Linked DNA regions of Rattus norvegicus: region 1 is linked to region 2. Evidence: chromatin contacts called from public Hi-C data. All regions are on one chromosome and are shown on one strand. The core of a region is the stretch at or near the end of the contact, and the rest is flanking DNA. Distances in the headings are between cores, read along the strand shown. Region 1 holds the start of Flrt2 (fibronectin leucine rich transmembrane protein 2). Region 2 has its middle 1.1 Mb from the start of Flrt2.

Region 1 (4,326 bases), core at 1,161-3,660, 1.1 Mb before region 2:
AGAAATTAGAGTTTGGCATTATATTTAGACACATCCACTTTCCCCTGTCACCCTGGCTGCTCCTGGAAAGAATTATGTTCAGTAGATGAGTTGTCTCCATAAATTACAACAGACAACTGACAGCGTCTGCTTCAAAGACTACGAGAAGCGGCTGTATAGTTAAGATGTCCAATCGATACAGCTTTCTCACTTGGGATTCTCTTTGCAAAGGTTAAAGGGTAATCTAAGAAATCGGCAACATGATTCTTTATTGGATCCCCACCCCACCCCCCGTTTTGGCAAAGGAATAGTGGCCTGGTTTGCTCCTCCATTCATTGCTGTCCCTGTGTCTCCAGCAAGTTGTGGTCCTGTTTTAACTAGTCTGGAGACCAGCGGAATACTAACAGAAAAGCGAAAACAAGCCGTCACAGAGCTTTAGTCTTCATGGAGGCACACAGTGGGTATGGGCCCCCGGAAAAGCGATTTGCAACTTGAAAGCGGGCCTGGATCAACTCCCAAGGGATCTTCTCAGCTCGCCCGGCTGAGGACTTTGGCAGGGGCGTTGGCTGTAACGCGCTGGAGGTGATTTCCGGACGAACCCCCGGCGCGACCGCACTCCTTGTCCTCAGTTCAAAGTCTGAGTCACTTGGCAGCACTTCCCCAATTGTTTTTATTTCCTTGCAGGGCTGGCTGTTGTGTCTGCTACCTTCATGTATCTGAGCTCTTAAACCCTGGTGAGGCTACTTGGAGAAATGCCCGATGTCTCCCAAGCCACACAGGGATCCACCCAAACCCGCCGCGACTCCTGCATTCACTCACATTGGCACACACCGCTGGGGTTCAAGAGAGCTTGCCACCCTCCCCGTGCTTTATATATACAAAGGAGGCTAGAAAACACATAGGCACATCCTTGTCTGTCTTCTCTCCAAACTCAAAGTGTAACTGACAAATAGCCCGGAGAGAAAGAGACTCCAACGTAGACTCTAATCTGAGAACAGATAGTGAGAGTCATCTTGGGAGCGTCTGAAGTAAGTGCCAAGATAAGAGTGGCGGTGGCGGTAGCCTTCAGGAGCTACTGCCCCGACTCTCTCACGCAGCCTGGCAGGCCACATGATTTATCCAAATAGCAAGTGTGGGACCAGCCCTTCCAAGACAGACTTAGCTAGCTGGGCTTCTTGATCCTGGAGATGAAAAAAAAAAAAAAAAAAAAGTGACCGCAGCAGCTCTGAAAACTCCGGGAAGAGCCCTGGACTGTTTAGCTCAGAGGGAGACTCTTTCCAGGAGGCCCAGAGTCTGCTGGAGACTCTAAGGCAGCAGGGTAGGTCCTTTCCCCTTACTACCCTGGGTATCTGCATTCAGCGCCTGAGGCGTAGAAGGACCCATCCTCCTATCCCAGAAACCCGGCGCGGGGAAAGTGGCTTCCCCGGGTCCTGGGGACTTCTTCATCCCTGGCTGGTGAGTCAGGAAAGCACGATTACACCAGCTCAGGAACTGCCAGTCCCAGGGGCAACAGCAGGGCAGGAAAGGTCTTTGGCTTGAAAAAAGCACGCGCGATTGGAAAGAAAACGAACTAGTATCCTTAGCTTAGTGACTAATTGATCCTGGATTTCGGGGCACGGGGCAGGGTAGGGGCTTGAGATACTGAGGCTTGACACATCACTTCTTGCATTCAGCACAGATGGGTTTGGGAGGTTGCTACTTACCGGACTTAAGAGAAGCATTCTAAGGAAATGAAAGGCTGTTCTAAGCGTAGGGGATTTGGAAAACTCCATTTAGGATCGATGTTTTTGGCAGGTAGCAAATGAGCGATTTTCCCCTCAACTCAGTTCCAAAACTCCCAAGAGGATTTGGAATAGACTTGAATATAAAAGCCCCCCACCCCCAACCCCAAAATCAGGGTAGAGAAAAACATTTTCTTTGCAGCTAAAGAGACCAAACCTAGAACGCCCACCCGGTGACCACCCACCACTTGCTCAAAATGGGGGGCGGGGGATCCAAATAACGTGGTGACTGCTAGGGCAGTCACTAGACACTTCACCTGGCTTTGCCATCCCTTTACCTGGTAGCCTTGTCTCCTTAGCTCATCCGAAGCCGACCGGGTCGGGGAGGTGGAAAGGGAAGAAGCTGGTGCGGCAGCAGAGGGACTCTCCGGGCATGGTATTGTTTTAGGGGTCGCCGCTGAGGTCCCTCCTGCCCATCGTTGAGAACTACCAGCTTGATCCTGAGGCTCGGAGGACTCGGTGACCGGTTCTGCGGTGCTGCCTCCGGGTGCCGGAAATTCGGCGCCAAGGACCAGCTAGGAGCGCACCTGGAAGCAGAGGAGCTCCGCGTGTTTGAGAAGCCCTGCACTCGGTGTTATCTCCCAGCGCACATTCCTTGGTGGTGACAATGGATGACGCCAAACTCACAAGTGATGGCGACTGCTTTCAAATGTACAACTAACTGCCAAGGTACCGGGCAAGACCGAAAGCTTCCTTCACCTCCTACTCCTTTCCCTCCCATCAAGGAGGGAACTAGCTTAACCCTGTGTTCACCCTACACTCCGGAGAGAATCTAGATTGCGCTGAGAAGCCGCAGTCGATGGCTCTCGGGACGGAAAGCTTTGTTCACGTGCAGTTCCAGTGGGCGTGTGGCTGTCTAGGGGCACTTGGGGTGGCAAGATGCCAGTGGCGCGCTTTCCGAGCCAGACTCAGGGATGGGAAGGAACCTAGCGTTTCATCCGGACCAGACCCAGCCCTCACAACCTATTTTCTTTTTTACCTCCACTTACCGGATTTATTGGAGTTGCCAGCAAAGCTGGGTTTTACCCCTTTACTTCTGTGTCCCCCGCCTCTCAGATAATTTCCTTTCCCAGCTGCGCTTTGAAGACTTACAAATCTCTGCTCTAGCTCTAACTCTTAACAGAATTTCGAGTGCAGTGGGAGAGGAATGGAGAAGGGTACCCACCCACTCCTGGCAAATTTAAATGAACTGCAGGGACAGCTGCCTCCCACCTACCCATCAGAAGCCCTTGTCAACTAAATGACATCAGTCAAGTCAGAAAGACCACCTGAAGACCCGGTGGAAAAGAAAAAGGAACGAAGTTGATTCGTGGCTGGGGAGATGAGCATAAAGACAGTGGCTTGTATGGAATAAATAGGAGGAGGAAAAAACAAGAATTAAAAATGCGAAAAATTAAAAACAGGGGGAAAATAAAGGGGGCGGGGCTTAAGACAGCAGGACAGTTTTTAGGGCGATTTAACCAACAGTGTTTCCTCAGCTCCCTTGAAACAGGTTAATTATATAATAAACTCGTGCTTGGGTTTAGTGGACAGCTTTGCCCAGACATTCAGAACTTCCAGAAAGTTAACTGAATAAGCAGAGAACCACCTCATTGACCCCCGAAAAGAAACACAAGCCTAAGAACACAGTTCTGCTCTGCTGCAGCTTTCTCTGTCAAATGAGCCAAGACTGTGATCTGAGCGAAAACCCACAACCGCTTCTCTCGGGCTCTCTTCAGCACTAAAGAAGTTGGAAACGGTTGGAGAGCTCTGAGAGTTACAGGTAGGCATTGCTGACAGGGATTACTTTTAAAGAGAGAGCAAAGCGCCATGAATCGATGCCCTCCTCCGGACCCAACATACCCATCCTGATGGGAATCACAGCCACTTCAAACGCCCATCTGAGCCCAGCAAGTCTGAGAGGCCTCCGGAGCGGCTTCAGACTCCAGCTTGAAGAATTCCGTTGTAAATCCTTCTGATTTGCCAAGGCGGCAGCAGAGTACAGGAATAGATCCGTTAGTTCTTGAATCAGCAAAGATCACACTTTAGGACGAATGCATTCCCACCGTCCTTTAAATAGTAGGCATACGTGTCGGCAGAACGAATCTTCCTCCGCATCCTTCTTCTGGGAGGACAGTTTCTTAAGTTCATCCTCAGGTACATATATCGGTTAACTGACAAGAAGGAACCCTAAAGGGGCTTTACTTTGGGATTTATGTTGGTGGGAACAGAATCAATCCAGAAAGGGAAGAGGGGCGGTTGTTAATAAAGTTTCATTTTCCAGTAATGGTGATTCAAAATTACAATGAAAATAGTACAATGTTCATGCTCTCTTTTCTAAAAAGCCATGGGTATGATCATTATGATCATGATTTTTATAACCTGGAGACGTAGGAAGAGAAGCAACCTGAAAAGTCCTAAGTCTGATGATTAGAGTCAACTTTGGAAATGCATGGGGGTGAGGTCAGACAAGTAGATGCGGTCGGAGGGGTTCCAAAGTCTAGTGATTTTACACATTGGCCATCTGTTATGGCTGCAATGTTTACACGGTATTGAGAAACAATCATGAATACAGTAGGATGTTAGT
Region 2 (4,703 bases), core at 685-3,184:
TCTCCCCATTATTCCTTTGAGATGCATTCTCTCATGGGCTTGCAGTGGGTCTGATGATCAGCAAACCTCATGAAATTATCAGTATCCATTTTCTCATAGCACCTGGGTTACAGCCACATCGAGCCATGCCTGGAATTTGTATACATGTGCTGGGATCATGTACTGTTAGTACAGGATGCACTCTTACACAATGGACTATGTCATCAGTCCCTTAATATCACCCCCAGATAGCCCACTGGCTTTCATCCTTTATGTATAATTGAATGTTTTTCTTGATAGGGTGCTTACATGGTTGAATTTAAAAATGATTATGAAAATATATTTAAATTCCACACCTCTGCTAATTTTTATGGTTAAAAACAATAAGAGAATAATGTGATATTTTCCACAGGTAATCACAAAGGCAAAAAGAGAATCAAATGAATAAAGCATTCCTGAGAGCTGGGCAATAAAAACACTGTCTGTGCCTTTGGTAGTGAAATCCTGCCTAGGCCTTTTCCTGTAGCAGTCCTTGAGAAGCCTGAGAAGCAGAGGTCAAGAGAAGTTGTCTTGCATCTGGTATGTTTCCAAGCCAACTACCCTGCTGCTGCCTCCTAGCACCCACCTACACCAGCAGGGACTTCCTCTAACAACTGGCAAGGAATGAGCCAAGTGTGTCTGCTACAGGACTTGTATTATGGGATATCTGAGCACTTACTTCAGGTGGCTCCTGAAGAATTTCCTTGCTCCTTAAAATTGCTTCTGCAAGACAATGAGGATAAATATTACTCCAGTTGGCAGAACATCAGGCGGAATGCCCCATTGTTCATTACTCTGCCTGAAGACCTAAACTGAGAAGATAGGTTCCTGACTTTAAGAATAGCTCATGATTTCCCTAGAAACTTAGGACAATGAAGAAAATGTTAGATGTTTAAGCATTAATGATCTCAAGTTAATGTTTTTTTTAAATTGTGTATACTTGCATATTTGTGTGTGTGTGTGTGTGTGTGTGTGTGTGTGTGTGTGTGTGTATTGATGTGGCTGTGTTCCCATGTGCATGACACGCTAACGCAGAATTTGGCATCAAATATACACCTTCACTGACTTTATCTTACTTTAAAAGACAGTGTCTCTATCTTAACCTGGAGCATATCGATTTGGCTAAGATATGGCATCCATGAGTTCTACAATACACTGCTGCAGTTACAGATGTGTGCCTGGGTGCTCAGCTTGGGACATGCATACATGACCAATATGTTACCTACTGAGACATCTCGTCAGCTCCTAATTTCTATGCTATACACACACATACAAGGCAGAGCAGTTCATGATGTACAGCTATTTCCAAACACTTGTAAAAACTATTGACGTTGGATGAAATTGAGCTAATATTTTCCATCTACTTAGCCTGTGTCCCCAAAGCCATATGAACAAACTATTTGCAAGTAGCGATCCGGGAATTCATGCATGAACTAAAAGACACAGATTTCCCATTAGCTATACTTGAATTGGTATGTGCCCCAGCCAAAGATTGGTGGGAAAGTATCACCAAGCTAATGTTCAACAAAATACTGGAAGGGAAAGGGAGATTATCACTTATGCTTATGGCTGTGTTTTTCCCATTGCTAATTCTAGTTGTATTGTTTGTAGAGTTATCAGAATAGTTAATGCATCCTACAGGACGCCAGCAAGGATCAAGAACTGAGTTTCCTAAGTGTGATCATCCTAGCATAGGCGTTCTTGCCCTGTGCCCATATGCCAGAAGCAATTCACTTTACATATTGACATCTTCTCATATTGTCTTACTCAGTTTTCTGAAACTATAAAAAGTATTACTAAATCGACTAACTTATCAGGAAGAAAGTTTCATTTTTGAATCCCAGCTTTGGAGCCCGTCTTCAGTCAGCTCTCTAATTTTAGGCATGTGTGATGTACTACTCATATCTAAGGAATGTGAAGGAGTGTTTCAACTCAGAGCAGCTGGTCAACAGTGAAAAACAGGAAGAAGTCAGTGTCCCAGGACCACCTTCATAGACACATCCATAATGACCATTAAGCCTCCTACTTAGCTCCACTTTTTATAAGTGTCAGCACCTTGTGACAGTGCCAAAGAATGGAAACCAGGCCTGTGACCTGTGAACTATTGGGAGACATGCTCCTATCGCATCACTTCAGGATTAGTTGTTGTGTCAGATAGAAGGTAATGCTATGTATGAGTCACCCATTGAGTTTGAATATATGCGCTCAATACTTGCTTAGAAGGAATGCATGTGTCAGAACTCATGAGCCTGAAATGAGAATGTACACACCAACACACACGTGGATTATCATGCAGAATATTTGAGGTCTGGGTTCACAGTTGTGGAATTTGCCTTCTTAAAGGTTAAGGAACTTAGTATTTCTACTAAATAATTCCAAGAAATAATTGTGAAATTGCATTTATTACAGAAATTTACAGCAGAACAAAACCTGACAGATTTCAATGCTAACTGAGGAGGCTGATTCTAAATTCTAAAATGAGGTAAACTTGCATGTGGTTTTTAGAACCTCAACGGAAAGTAATAGTTTTTAATGAGTGGTTTCGTCCATCTTTCATTTAAATACTCCGAGGATTATACCAGGACAGCATTAAGCTGAATTCCTGTAAAAGTTCATTTTGTCAGGTTTTCACTCTTTCTACTCTGAAGTAAGAAAGTCCCCCCATTTTTAGTATGATCAGCACCCCACACACGGACACATAACATTAGGACCTTGACGAGCTTTGACTGTAGTGGGCTCCATTGAATTCATGCGTTGTACACCTGCTCCTGAAAAGAGCACAGAGGAGAATGGTATTATTTTGAGAGGTAAGAACTTGGGCAAATGTTTTAACTTATTGAGGGTCTGGACAGCAGGATACTCATGAATCATACTCTGATGAGACCCTCTGATTTCATTGATGTTTACTTATTTTGTTATCATAAAACCTTTGTATGTGTAGTATAGAGTTATGCCATGATGGGAGCCTGGCCTCTCAATATGTCTTTGGTTTCGTGTCCACTGAAGTGTTTCCAGCCTCTTGCATGGTTTCTTCTCATCCCTCAGCACAGGGCAATATGACATGGAGAGAACCAAGCAATTCTGAATCTCACCAGATCTGGGAACATTCTGTGTAGGAATTCAGCCTCATAAAATATAATTCAAATAAACTTATGCTCTTTAATAAGCTATCTAGTTACTGACATCTTAGTACTTTTGTTGGAGTTAGATTAATTCGACCCCCAAGAAAGCATCTTGTCCCTCGCCTAAAATTTTTATATTGCTGGTCACAACGCCATGTTTCTCATACATGTTGCAAGCGTCTTCCATGGTTGCATTTTTACATTTCCTGAATTCTTTTCCTGGACTCTATCGAACACGCTATCTTTTTCTTCCTACTAGTGTTGGCTTTTGAATAGCATTTATGCTAACTGATGTTTGAGCGTGCTCACATTTCTTTTAATCTAGTACTTTTATCAGTGATCACAATTTAGAGTCTTCTGTTGACAAGCAACCTGTGATAAAAGAGACACCTTTACACAGCTCAATTTTAAGCCTCATTGTGTTAGTGTTGAATTAATTTAAATATGATCTAAAAAATAACCATAAAATACACTTCAAAATGGCCTCCCAATCAAGTCTTTTATAAGCTTGATACTTTAACTTTTCCAAGAAAACCAAAAGAGGTATATACTTTGCTCTGTATGATACAGTTTATTTTTACTTTTGTAAATCTGAATTTTAGTTGAAGGTAAATATACAAATGCTGCTTATAGTCTGAATTTAAAAGTCTGTAATTGAATACAGCAAGGTTTTAATATTTTTCACTGAAAATGTTTACCTATGTATGCCTGCCTTTTGTTATCAGATGTATATCTCATAGTGCACTATTCATCACAGAAAGAAAGACTACAATACTATACAGAAAACACTATAGTTTGTTCACATTTTTTTTTCTTTTTCTTTTTTTCGGAGCTGGGGACCGAACCCAGAGCCTTGCGTTTGCTAGGCAAGCGCTCTACCACTGAGCTAAATCCCCAACCCCTTGTTCACATTTTTAATAAAATAGAAAGTTTAATTTGGCTTATGCTTTCAGAGAGCTAGAGTCCAAAATGGCAAAATGAAGGAACAACTAGACCTTACATTTTGATACACAATCACAGGGCAAAGGCAGAACACTGGGCATCACACACATTTTGCACCCTCAAAGCCTGTGATACACTTCCTTCATCAAGGCCTCTTATCCTGGATCTTCTCAAACATTTTTACAAACTGATCACCAAGTATCCGAATTCATGAACATATGGGACAATTCTCATTCAGACCACCACATTGCACTACATAGTGTTGGCAATCAGGCAAACCCATGGACAGACAGAAGCGACATCACAACAATCAGACATGTTTTTAGCCAGTTCTTGAGGGACTCAGCAACAAGACACATCATTTCTAGTGGCGCAAGAGGCGACAGAGTCACTCCTGTGTCTGTTCCTTTGGACATGCTCCATGGTCCCTGTCACATATCCCTTTGCACATGCATCACAGAGTCCAATAAAAGCCTCATTCTCCTTGCACCCTTCCTTCCTTCCTTCCTTCCTTCCTCTTTCTACTCCCTCTCCAAATAGAGCCCCCACGTGAGACCTGCTATGTGGTATGATTTTGTTCTGACCCACTGCATAGTTCTAACATTTGATGGCCAACAGGCT

The links. A called contact is a pair of places that touch in the nucleus more often than the background predicts.
Region 1: a contact with region 2 is called in a Hi-C map of the A7r5 cell line, with 2.9 times the contacts expected there. The contact joins the promoter of Flrt2 here to the enhancer-like site in region 2. A contact is called at or near these places in 3 of 12 Hi-C or Micro-C datasets (the A7r5 cell line, kidney and psoas muscle).

Annotation. Positions count from the first base shown.
Region 1 is chr6:120,507,407-120,511,732 of GRCr8, reverse strand. Flrt2 (fibronectin leucine rich transmembrane protein 2) reads right to left here and starts at 2,410. Exons shown (of 2, transcript NM_001106750.1): 1 at 2,039-2,410. LOC108351288 (a long non-coding RNA gene) reads left to right here and starts at 3,762. Exons shown (of 3, transcript XR_001838530.3): 1 at 3,762-3,896.
Region 2 is chr6:119,386,707-119,391,409 of GRCr8, reverse strand. No RefSeq gene overlaps it. Among named protein-coding and RNA genes, the nearest start is that of Flrt2, 1.1 Mb to the left of the region's middle. Within about 2 kb of position 1,934, at least 5 of the 93 cell types and tissues checked have an H3K27ac peak or open chromatin away from gene starts, as enhancers often do. A contact at or near this core is called in the A7r5 cell line, where this site is marked.